2 separate regions of the Mus musculus genome follow, and region 2 is linked to region 1. The links are chromatin contacts, called in public Hi-C maps. All regions are on one chromosome and are shown on one strand. The core of a region is the stretch at or near the end of the contact, and the rest is flanking DNA. Distances in the headings are between cores, read along the strand shown. Region 1 overlaps Dock4 (dedicator of cytokinesis 4). Region 2 has its middle 150 kb from the start of Gm46348.

Evidence for each region. A called contact is a pair of places that touch in the nucleus more often than the background predicts.
Region 2: a contact with region 1 is called in a Hi-C map of cerebellum, with 2.7 times the contacts expected there. The contact joins two enhancer-like sites. A contact is called at or near these places in 1 of 15 datasets of contacts at CTCF or cohesin (large pre-B cells), 2 of 484 Hi-C or Micro-C datasets (cerebellar granule neurons and cerebellum) and 1 of 115 datasets of contacts at active chromatin or transcription factors (embryonic stem cells).

The regions. Positions count from the first base shown.
Region 1 is chr12:40,836,522-40,842,577 of GRCm38.p6, reverse strand. It overlaps Dock4 (dedicator of cytokinesis 4), which reads right to left. Exons shown (of 53, transcript NM_172803.2): 50 at 5,876-5,948; 51 at 4,024-4,137; 52 at 1,280-1,341. Among named protein-coding and RNA genes, the nearest start is that of Immp2l, 180 kb to the left of the region's middle. Within about 2 kb of position 3,402, at least 19 of the 459 cell types and tissues checked have an H3K27ac peak or open chromatin away from gene starts, as enhancers often do. A contact at or near this core is called in cerebellum, where this site is marked.
Region 2 is chr12:42,134,987-42,141,042 of GRCm38.p6, reverse strand. No RefSeq gene overlaps it. Among named protein-coding and RNA genes, the nearest start is that of Gm46348, 150 kb to the right of the region's middle. Within about 2 kb of position 2,197, at least 23 of the 459 cell types and tissues checked have an H3K27ac peak or open chromatin away from gene starts, as enhancers often do. A contact at or near this core is called in cerebellum, where this site is marked.

The DNA of each region.
Region 1 (6,056 bases), core at 2,153-4,652:
CACTTGAGCATTTTCCACTAAGGCTGCCTTTCTTCTGTAAGAGTTTAATCGCCAACACTTACTGCCGTATTTCAACTCTGCATAATGGAATTGAGAAACACAGGCGATAACTCCATCACAATGTGTGGGAGTGAGTGCTTTGAGGGTGTACAGACACAAAGATGTAGAAGCGCCATGCTGCCTGCCTTCTTCACATCAGGATGATGACAGGCAGTGGCTTCCAGAGCAAACACTGTCACGTGGACTTCACAATAAAAGCCGCACTGCGGAGTGACAGCAAAACTAGAAAATCATTTGCACTTCCAGCAAAATTTTACAACAGGAACTCTGGCGATGAAAACCTAGCCACACTTTTTTTTTGAGGCCCCACCCCCTTTTTGGTATTCTCTGTTTCCATAGGTGACAGTCATGAGCAGCACAGATACAGTGGGTCACAACCTGTTCCGAAGTGTTTGTGGAGACCAATTTGTCTTTCATCTCAGCTAGCACTGTGTTATCTACACAGAGGACACAGGGTGTGGACACCTAAGTCAACCCGGTGCCAACCATCCATTCAACACTCCCTCCAGCCTCCTGTCTGCTCCCGGGGCTGCGCTTCTCACAACCCTTCTCCAGTGTGCTGAAAAGCCTTGTGGCCAGTCTGACTGAATATTGTTCTTGATCTTCCTGAGGGATTTGTAGGCTTAGAGATGTTAAATAGCCTGCATTTACATGTCACACATGTGACCCTTAAGGTGGCTAGCTTGTTCTCTGTGGTTTTTTTTTTCCCATTTATGCCACCATGTCCTCTATAATTCAGTATATGTTTGTAATGTGGAGTATCTTTAATGCAAAGTATTGAGAGAGAAAGTTGGGTTTGGCTTTGCCAAAATGAATGAGGTTGATGATAAAGCCCCAAAACTTCCAGAAGAGCATTTAGTAGACCTTGATTACGGGCGTTTTTCAATGTAGGCGTACACATGTATGTTTAATGTGCTTTAAATGTGTTGACTATAGTTTGTTATGTTCTCATTGCCAAAATATGGAGAATTAAGCTGCGCATCCTCCTACTACTAAACAACAAAACAAACAATAGAAAACAAAACGTAGCCCACGAGATCTGTGTTCTTGGGTAAATCTCTGCAAGGGGAAAAGCAGCGCTGTTTTCTTGCCCCCAACCCCCTTCTTAATATGACCTTGTCTGTAGGAATGAAAGCACCTTTTGATGAGCTTAGGACAAGGTTTTAAGAAAAAGGAACCAGGGCCGATCTTTGGATCCAGTCTAATGACAGACCTGTACCTTCAATGGAGAACGTCCAGCAGGCGAGGGGGACACTGATGTGGTGTGTCTTGCTGGCGAAGCTGTAGATGGAGAAAGAACATTTTAACTAAGAAAAACCAGAGGGCTGGCTGCATATGCCCTCTATGTGTCCAAGCCCAGGCAGATGTATTAGTGGATAAGGATCTTCTCAGCAAGGGAAGAGGAAAATGGAGAGGACAAACTACACAATGGCTCTCTAGAATAGATTCCTTGTAGAAGATGGTGCCATCAAGACATTGGCCAGTTAGTGAAAAAGTTACTGCTGTACACATATGATGCTTTGACTAGAAGGGTATGGCCCCAAACAGCTCCAATGGCCTTTTTTTCTTTCCTTTCCGTTCTTTTTCTGCTGATAAGGCTTCATGTAGTCAAAGCTAGACTTGAGCTCCATACACGGCTGTGGATGGCCATGAATTCCTTAGTCTCCTGACACCTCCTAAGTGCTTAGGTTATGTGTCTGTGCTGCCACGCTTGGCTCTCAAATCCTTTCTAAACCTCCAAGTCCAGATGCCTTTCATCACTCAACTGCTTGATCTCATAAAATGCTCCTGGGGGAAAGTGCTAGGAGTCGTTGGGAGACACCTTCTGTCTTTGGCCTGAACAGGGAAGACCAAGGCCCTGCAGGCAGCCTAGAGCAGGCCTATAGGGATGTTCAGTAACCCTTCCCTTTCACCTCACCTCCCAACATTCCCAGTGCAGACAGAAAGCTTGTCCACATCAGTACAAAGGGAGATAAGCTTCCCATTTCTTCTCTAATGCCTGTCCATAGGCCTTCCCTCAGTCCGCTGGGTGGGGAATTTGAGATATCACCATCATGGCAAGAGTGACTTCTGCTTCTCTGGGGTTTTCAGGTCTGATGCCAGGGACCCAGCATGTGTGGCATGTGCTCTTTTGTGTGCTTACAGATCACGTCTTGTTTCTAGACTGTAACTGCATAGCATAAAAACAGCTTGTGACCCAGTCGACGGGGCGAGGCCAAGCCGTCCTTCCCACTTCCACACAGAGTGATTTTGGCGAATGTGAGCTCTGTCCCTCTGTGATTTCCTGCCACTCTTCCAGCCATCACACTGAGGTCTAGAACTCATAAAAACCTACCGAAAGGCTGAAAGGAAGAAAGACAGACAGTTGCACAGCCCCACAACACTGACCACAGATGATGACATCAGGACAGACCATGAAAGCAATCAGTACAGAAGGGACAGCAGCCCTACCAATCTATGTGGGAGGAGAAGGGTTGCCCAGCTGTGCTGAGCCCTAAGAGACCACAGAGGGTGGTCCATTATCACACTGCGGGGTTGGGAGGTCTCATCTACACAAGCCAGCTCCTACTTCTGTTCCCACACGTTGTGAGTGCTGACTAGGAAGAAAACCACATATGTACAGAGAAATCGGCCACATCTGCCACTACTGTCACTGAGGTCAAGGCCTCCTGTGTACTTGACTTGGTCTTAGACATGGTGCAGGCCTGGCACCTAGTGCTCTTTCTCCGAGCTATTTTTCTGGAAATGTACTTTCTATAAGCCTAAAATAGACCCACCAGCTTCTTTTTGTCTCAGACGCCCAGCTAGCACTGATAATATTTATTCCTTTGTAAGAACTATCAATCTTATTTTCCCTTAAAAATACCTTTCAAGTTCCCATATTCACGGGCACAACCAAGCCTTTAAATAACGAGACTGTCTGAATGTACATGGATCAGCAAAGAAATACAAATGATTTGGCTGATGGGCCCTCATTTCTACAATCAGACCGATATACTAATACCGATCAAGAGGATTAAATTCATCCCTCATTCTGACCCTGCAGAAACTATTCAAAGGATGAGAAGCTACGATGTAGCAAGTGACACCGAGTGCTCAGACTAGGGCACTCTGCTGAGGAAATGGTACCACATTTTCTTTGGTTCTTAGGCCGGCTATACCTGGAAAGCTCCAGCGATGTAGGAAAGTGCTGACAAGATCTGGTTACTGGAAAAGGCAGTCAGTTCAAGCTTCTCTTAAAACTGCTCCGCATGCAAGTCACCAAGCAAGTGGTGTATGTTCAGAGGGAAAGTTGGCCTTTTCCCAACAGAAGCTCATGAAAGCCAGCTCTGCTTCTGTCTGTGATTCTCTGGGGACCCAGGGCCAGGCTGGAAGTTTCCCAACCATTTTCAGCACTCAGATGTTAGTGAGCAGAAGCAGCCCACAAATGGCCTGGTAAAATGCTGGCCCCAGCCTCATTTCAGGAACATAATCTACTGGCTCAGAAGACCTGAGGCTAGACGTACGTTAGGATGTGCTTCGTGAGCCACAGTTACAAGAGATGCAGGTCCACGCTTTAGCCCTTTGAGCAACACCACTGCCGGAAACAGAGCTCTGAGAGCAGCAGATAACTCAAGGTGTCAGAGGCTCCTCAAAGCCACTGAGGGTTGGCTCTCGAGTCAGCTGAAACATTGATGTCATCGGGGAAGATTATAGAAAGCGGCCGAGTTAGCAGAGATCAGTGCAAGCGAAGGGCAGAGGCCAGTGGCCCATCAAGCAACAAGGGTTGAACATGGAGCCAGGAAGAAGATGGCATGCTCAAATTCTTCCGAGGGGCTTATTAGAAGGGACTGTTGTCTGACTGTATGGCAGAAGAACAGGGAAAGGAGGAGCCAACTAGAGGCAAATGATGTTGCTAGCAAACTGAAATGCTCAATATACTTATTATATGAAAGTGATTATTCAAATGCTTCAAATACCCACCAGTCTGTGTGGGCCTTGGAGGGACAGGGGGAGAGATAAGTTTCCCACTGTCCGACATGTTCTTGGCTTCTTTCCCACTGTCCAGGCTCCAGCTGCTAGGGGTGGGATTCACAGCTGGAAGGGAATAACACAGCTAAACACACAAGAGCCAGCTTTGCCTTTCAAATGCTTGAGATCTTAGGAGTCTGGCAGAATTATCCAGAACGTAGTCAAAAAGACCACAAAACCTTAAGCAGTAACCAAGCAGGACACTTCCCCAATATTAAACCTCTCTCTAATTGGTTACCTAACAGAGCTGACATTTAATTGAGTAACAGCAGGTCTCTTTATTTCCCTCAAGCTGTCAAACAGAACTGCAAATCTCTATGCCAGGGAGTAGCAACCTGCTGAGAATTCCAAATGTGTTTAGATGCTGAGAAATAGATGGAAAATATAGTCATCAGCCTATTTGTAGAAATGTCTGAACAAATGGCCATCTAAAGGAGGTGATGAGGCAAAGGGCACTCTCTTATTTCAACTGTGTGGCAGAAGTACCAAGGACAGGGTTGAGGGTGCCACACTGACCAGTCCTGTCAGGAAAGGATGAGTTCCAAATGGACAGATTACACTAAGTAAGTCCTGAGAAAACCACTTGGACTGCTGATAACGTCATTGTTACTTTGCAATCCATCTGCTCCAGGCATCACGGTGTAGGAATATAGACAGCTCTGCTAGGAAGCAGGGCAGGACACACAAGGTTATGAAACACTCCACAATGAAGTTTCTAATAGTAAAACCAGCGTTCCCGCTTGCTTCCCGTGCAGATACTGCCATCTGACGGACGCAGTGAGAATTGCCACGTTTTATTCCTCCAAGTTACTGCTTTGATTTAATGGGGTGGAAATATTTTAAACATTATTTTTTTTTCTCTATTTCTTTTATATTTGCTGGGTAGTTTTCTTTAGTAAAGTTGGTAAAAATAACAGCACATCCCTAGTTTCTCCTGGTGAAGATCAATGCTTGACTTACAACATTAAAGCTAATTCCATGCTTTAAAATAATTTTGGCTAGGCCCTCACTAATTTTCATCTCCCTTTGGGAAGTTTTAATGTTAATCTATCAGTGTACCAAAATGGTAATACAGCCTAGTTCTTAATGGGGGCAATTAAAGTGCACTTTACTGGGACATTTCATTAGTGAGTCTTGATTCATTAGCCTGCGAGACTGCTATTTTTGAGGCCTGACCCTGAGAGGCAAACGGGTGACTTTGCAAGTCCCTGCACCCACAGTGGAGGAAGCGACATTTAATCTGCTCTTCCTGGTCTGTGTGTTGCTAATTGGCTTCTTAGCTCTATGCATGCATTTGGTGTGTGCATCTTATTTGTGTGTGCTTGACCTTGAGGCGGGCCCCACTCCATTATGCGTCTGATCGCAATGCTTGCATGGCATTTAATGGTACAAGAGCCTGTGTGAGTGACCACCAACAACAGTTGAGCTGGCTGAATATGAGCTTTGTGAAGGAGACAATGGATGGGGTCTGTGGAATCAATCTGAGGAGTAGCTACTTTCATTGTGTGAACTAGTGGCTTAATTGGCAACTTTGCTTCAGGGAGAGCAGGCTTGGCCTGGGCTCGCTGAACAACAGAAAGCCATTACACAAAGGAGCTTCTAATTTGCTCAGAGCTTAGGAGTTTATGGAGAATGGATCATGATAAACTGCCTTTCACTAATTGCCTAAAGATCACACTCACCCTGATCATTAACAGTCTAGAGCTCTACCTGCCACACGGCACACAGAAGACTGGGGGAAATGAGGACACAACAAACCCTGACACATTCTAGGACCTACAAGGGGTGGATGACTGGTACCCACCTTTCTCAGGTGCAGAAAGGTTGGGGTCACTTCGAGGCAAGGCCCCATCTCCAATATGATTAAACAGCATCCTCTGGAAAGGGAGAAGAGTCCATTTTTATGATATAATATGCTGAGGTAGGATGCCTTTTAGAAAATGAGATGGTTATCTCCTTATGAAACTCTTTGCTCAAAACATTTT
Region 2 (6,056 bases), core at 948-3,447, 1.3 Mb before region 1:
AAATATATGTCCAAATTATGTTTTTAAACGTGTTTTATATTTATACATATATTTGTCCCACAGGTGCAGGTACCATTTGGAATTTTGTCCAAGCATTTAGGTCTCGATGTTTAGTACTAAGTTGTGCTTGTAATTTTCAGCTGTGTGTTCAAGACCTTTGTTCATTTCTCTATCTAATATATTTTACATTTATGTTTCTTTCATTATATTAAGCTTCCTTTGAATCTTTTAAATACTTTCCATTTTTCTCTTCATAATAATTTTTATATCTTTTGTAAATGTATACAGTACTTATAAATGTTGCTTTTGGAATTTTGTTGTCACCTATTATCTCTATAACTTCTTCATGTGTTTCTTGTCTTTGTCATGAGTAACATTTTCCTGTCTGTTTGTATGCCAGGAGTATTTTTCATTGGATGACAGACATTGTTCATTTAAAGATAGTAAATGGTAGACTTTGTTATATTCTTTTCATAAGTGTCCACTTTTTTCTGACCTGCAGTAAAACATTTTTGATTCACTTTGTTCCTTTCGTGGCTTTAACCTTTTTGCATATTTTCTGGCATGTTTGTTTTACTGTGTTTGTTACTGGTTTGGTGCAGACACAGCATTTTACTCTGAGGACAATATCTGCCACTAAGAAAACCTGGTCTGTCTGAGGATTCCATAGAGGGCTCCTGTGTGAGAAAGCTTTGTGCTCTTGCTGGAAGGAATATAAAGTACTCGTAGCCTAATGTGGTCCTAGACTAAGTGGCTCTACTCATGCTCATATAAACTAACATCTTACTCAAGAAAGGCCCCCTGCTGTTCTCTTTGCAAACTTCAAGCTTTCTTATTTGTAGATTTGAACATTCAAATTACAGTTATATTTACCTTTCTGTGCTCTAGTCTCCTCAAGTCAGCAAGGCCACCAGGCCTTTGCTGGTTTTCTCAGCCTACAATGTAAGGGCATGTTCCTCTGGAATTAAACTGGGGAGGTCCAGGGCTCACCTCATCTATATCCCTTTTCTCAGGCTTCATACCCTAAAAGAGCTTGATGTCCAAATTTTGTCTTTCTAGTTGCTAATATGTCCAAAGAGCAACACTTCCATAAAGTGTTAAGAATTCATGGAAAGTAGTGGAGAACCCCTTAACTGCATAAAACAGATGAAAACAATAATTTTTCAGTTCTAATCTCATCATATATGCCCATCTTAGATGATGCTTCAAAGAAGAATATTTGGCAAAGTAAGAGACAGATAGTAAGTCGAAGAATTTAATTAGAAACATAAAACCTCTGTACTTTGTTTGTTTTCTCTGCTTCCTCTTAGTAATCAACTGCTCACTCATACCCTGTCTGATTCTTCTTTAATTTGAATCTACCATTAACATATTATTACATTTAAACCCAACAAACCAAATCAGACTGAGAGTGAGAAGGCCCTAGGATACTAGACCTCTCTTAAAAGGAGTCATGACTGTGACAGAAAAATAAAAGAAATAAAAAACTAAATCTATGGACCTCCACCTCTGATCAGTCTGAGAATTTGAATGACTGTAAATCTCATTCTTGTTCAAGATAGATCTCCTAAAAATGTAGTCTTAGCAACTCATTTCCTTTATACTTAACACCTTTACCCTATATTTATAGTTCTTAAAGTAGGCAAATAACAAACTCTGCATTTTTGATGTTAGAATTAATGGGAAATTAAGAACAAATGAAACAGAGTTCAGTATCTGAGCCAACAGAACTCAGTCTTGTGAAGGCTTTTGTTCAGTTGATGTATAAAAGGGGCACTCTGATTTATCGCCATAGTGTAGTATCCAACAACAAATATTGTTAAATCTCTGGAATCCTGGCTTCATAAATCATGTAAGGCAACACAGATTCTATTTATAAACAACTTTAAAAGGCCATATTGTGTCCCCAATTCACTTGCCAAAGTCCCACTGAGATGGAGTCATGTGCAGATCAAGGTCAGGCCATAGCTAATATTCTCACTTTCATCTCCATGTGAGAAACTGGGGCGAAGGCATAAGTCTTACATCAGTAAAGTCCAAGTGCCTATGTAACTGATTAGGGTCCAAGGCCAAATACAAAGGCTTATTTTTAAAAGAATTGTTGCCATGGTTTGGGCACCTCACAGATGTGCATGTGTATCAAAGCAACAGGCACCAACTGACTGAGACTGCTCAGAGCAGAGCCAACCCGAGAGTTCTCACTCATAATCCAGCAAAGTTGCTGCCTTGAAGCTCTCAAACAATGAGCTATTGATCATCCAGAATCAGGCATGCTCATCTAGTCTTCCCTCCCTCTCACTTACCCACTCAGCTTCAAGCCAAGCTGTTGCAGTCAAAATAATATACTTTAAGAAAAATTGGTGTCCTTAAAATTGCTAGTTTTAAACCTGCCTCCTGCAAAGGTAATTCTGTGCAGTACCTCTTATCTTTCAACGTCTTGAATAATTACACAATTTAGAAACTTTATCCCAGTTTGTCCCTTGTTTGTATCTCGCAGTATATTATTTTCTTCTCAAGCTCCAGTGTTCATAATTTCCATGCCACTGCTGTTTTGAAGATGAAATATGTTCTTTATTACCCCAAACAGCACTTGATGCATCACATCTAGCCAGCGTTCACACAAGTCAAGTGGAGGAGATCCTGTAATAACGTAGACACTTCTGTGCATTGCTCACTCGGGTGAAAAGGTGAAGTCAACTGTGCAGTGGCTGGGAATTTATGAAACATTCAAACTCCTCTGCTTGAGAAAATATCACAGAGACATCGACTTCTTTCTATCAGAGCCATATTTGAGGGGATGGCCCACTTTAGGTCAGGAGAACAACAAAACTGTTAGGCTGATTTTAAGCTTCCTTTCTGAAGATTGGAAGTCAGAGTTGTATTGCCCTCATTTTTCTTTCTTTCTTTCTTTTTTTTTTTTTTTATTTCAATAGATTTTTTTTCTTCTGCCTCGGCTGTTTAATGCAGGCTTTATGCCAAAACCATCTTAGAACGTCTGTTGTGCCAGATGTCACCCTTTTGCCCTTTTGCTCTATCTGCAGATTTTCTTTTAACAACGCTGAAGCCCAAGTTAGCAAGCGTGCATTTTCTACAGTAAAAGAGGCATTGTGAATAACACCTTTTGTATTTTGAATAACACCCTCAAAAAGCACAGTGCCTTATTCATGCACTACATCTCAAAAAGAAAAGAAAAAAAAAAAAAGATTATTCATGCTCCTTTCCATTTTAAGTGAGAACTTTAAGGATTTGGTGTTTGAGATCCCTGTCCTCGCCCACAGTGGAAGCTGAGACCTGAGCTATACTACAAATTGGCTTGAGATTACCTTGAAACTGATTAGTTCAGAGAAAGAGAAGGAAAAAGGCACTGTTCTGCCAGGGAACACTTTACATCTATTCTAAATTTCCAAAACATATCTATAGATCAAGACTCATCCCCACAGGGACTGACTCCCTACAAAGACAGTCACAACAAAATACAGTGTTCAAAGAACTGGTTCTGTTTTACAGAGAGAAGAGTTCTGGAATCAAGACTAAGGTAGGAGGAATTTCTAGACTAGGTGATGCTCATTTTTGACCTACTTCTCACTTGTCAGCTTTCAACTCTGGAAGCTTCTGTTTGGAAATTGAGCAACACTTTAAGGGCTGAATATAATGAGTCAGAGTACAAGATATTTAGTGTTCTAGATTTGGGAGTTCTCAAATGGTCTCCAGGAAGGGAAATTTGGGGTATATTATTCATTCTTTCAACAAGAACCTGTTTTAAATAACCAATTCTGAGTTTCATCTAAGTTCATTCCTAGCCACCAAATTTATTTTACATAAAAGGTAATAAGCTAAAAAATCACAAAAACATTCAACATTTGAGTTCTTAGATTTCACTTCTTTTAAAAATTGAAATAGATCTTAGAGGCCACATCCTGTTAACACAAACAAGGAAAAACAAATATGAAATGAGTTGGCTTATGTTTTCAGAAAGCACTGAGTAATAGCCACATCATTAGGAGAAAAAGCCATATGCTAGCAATGAGTCAATAAAGGAGAAGGCAATCTTCTCTCTTTGTACACCAGGAACAAGAAACCTACTGAGAGGGATTAACCTATTCAAGGTGAAAAAAACTGTTCTTTACCGTTCTGCTCCCATCCTTCTCTTTCAGTACCACAAATAGCAGGGTTTTTTTTGTAAAACTTTCTGGGCATAAGCAGGACTGCTAAGAACCAGTCTTCAGAGGGATTCAAAGATCACAAAACAGCTGGGGCAAATACATGTTGTTATTGCCATGTTGTATCTGCCTGTGATCTGGGGGAAGTGGTAGTGATCATTCAGTTTTAGCATACTAGTACTTTAAAACTGAATACATTAAAAACAAAACAAAATGGTCTCACTCTGTACCCTAGTCTGGCCTCAAATTTACAATCCTCTTTTCTCAGCTTTTCAAGTGCTGGGAGCATAGTTATGCATAGCCATACCTAATTTCTGCTCATATTCCAATTTGTATAGGAATTTTTTCAATACTTTCAGTATGATTAGAATGTAGGCTCATGTATTCAAAGACTTAATACTTAATTGTTGCTGATTTTGTGAGATATTGAAAAAGTGTAAAAACAAAATTCTAGGCCTTTAGGCCCAGGCTTGAGAATGTGACCTTTGTGACTCAATGCTCCAAGGCATGCTAATCATAAAACAGATAGCTACATTCCTCCACACACCTGCTTCCTGGGTTCGGGGAGTGTTCATTCAAAGAACATCACCCTGACCCACCCTGACCGCTCCTGGAACCTGCTATGAAAATGTGCTATTGTTAGAGACTCATAGAAACTGTATTGACTCCTACTCCCTTGTGACTCTTAACTGGTATTTTGGTATTTTCCCCACGCCCTCCCCACCCCTTTGAGTTGTGGTTTCTTCCTTTAAATACCTCCTGTCCCCGCTACTCGGGGCCCACATTCCTCTACCCCTGCATGGTGTACAACTGTGGGTCCCAGAGCATGCCTGGAATAAAAGTCCTCTTGCGGTTTGCATCAAGACCGTTTCTCGTGAATGATTTGGGGTGCCACCTCTCCTGAGTCAGAATGTGGGGGAATTCTCATGTTGTGGTTCTTTCAATATCACAAAATCATTAACCCATAGGGCCTCATTGGGAAGTAGATCACCAGAAGAAAATAAGGGAGTTTTAGCCCTGTCTTGCTGGCCCTGCCCTGCCCTGCCTTGCTTGCCCTGCCCTGCCCTGCCCTGACATGCCCTGACATGCCCTGACATGTCCTGGCATGCACTGTTTGGGATCTCAGGTCTCTGCTTCCTGATTCTCTGAATTATGAGCAATCAGCTCCATGGTTCCATTGTCATGGTCAAGAGCTGGTCCCACCACAATGCCTTCTTCACAAGGATAGTCTATCCATCCTTATAACATAAATCAAATAGCAAATTGCAGACACCACTGCTTTAAAAGTGAAGTAAAATCTCTAAACCTCCATATTACCTGGCATCAGAGAAGGTATCAAACCCACTATAAACTGACACTTCACCTTTTTGTGAAAATACCCACACAACATAATAACACTAGCAAACAAGAATATTTTCCTAGTACTATGACACAAAAATACCAGCCACATAAAAAGTATTTATAATTAGAGACAATTTATGAACAACAAATAATATATTATTCCTATCCTAGGAAACTTTACTTCACAGACTTGCATAGTTGATCTGAAGTCATTGGAAACAGTGAATTTAGATCCACTGAAGAAAACATTATCATATCAAGAGATATAAGGATGGAAGCAAAGTAGACAAGCTGTTTAACTACAGAGGAACAAATCATCATGATAATTTACTCTTTAAGATTAAAGGAGAAAACACTGTTTCAAGACTTTATCTCCAGTGTTATAGTTTTTATTATCTTTAAGAAATTTCAAAAATCAGAAATACCTTATAACACTGTAGGGAATAATAAAAAGGATTAATGAATAAATGAAAGATGGGGACTCTCAAAACAAAGTCTTTATATATTGACTTAGTATAATGTGTCTAATACAGATTAATGGATATTCAATGGACA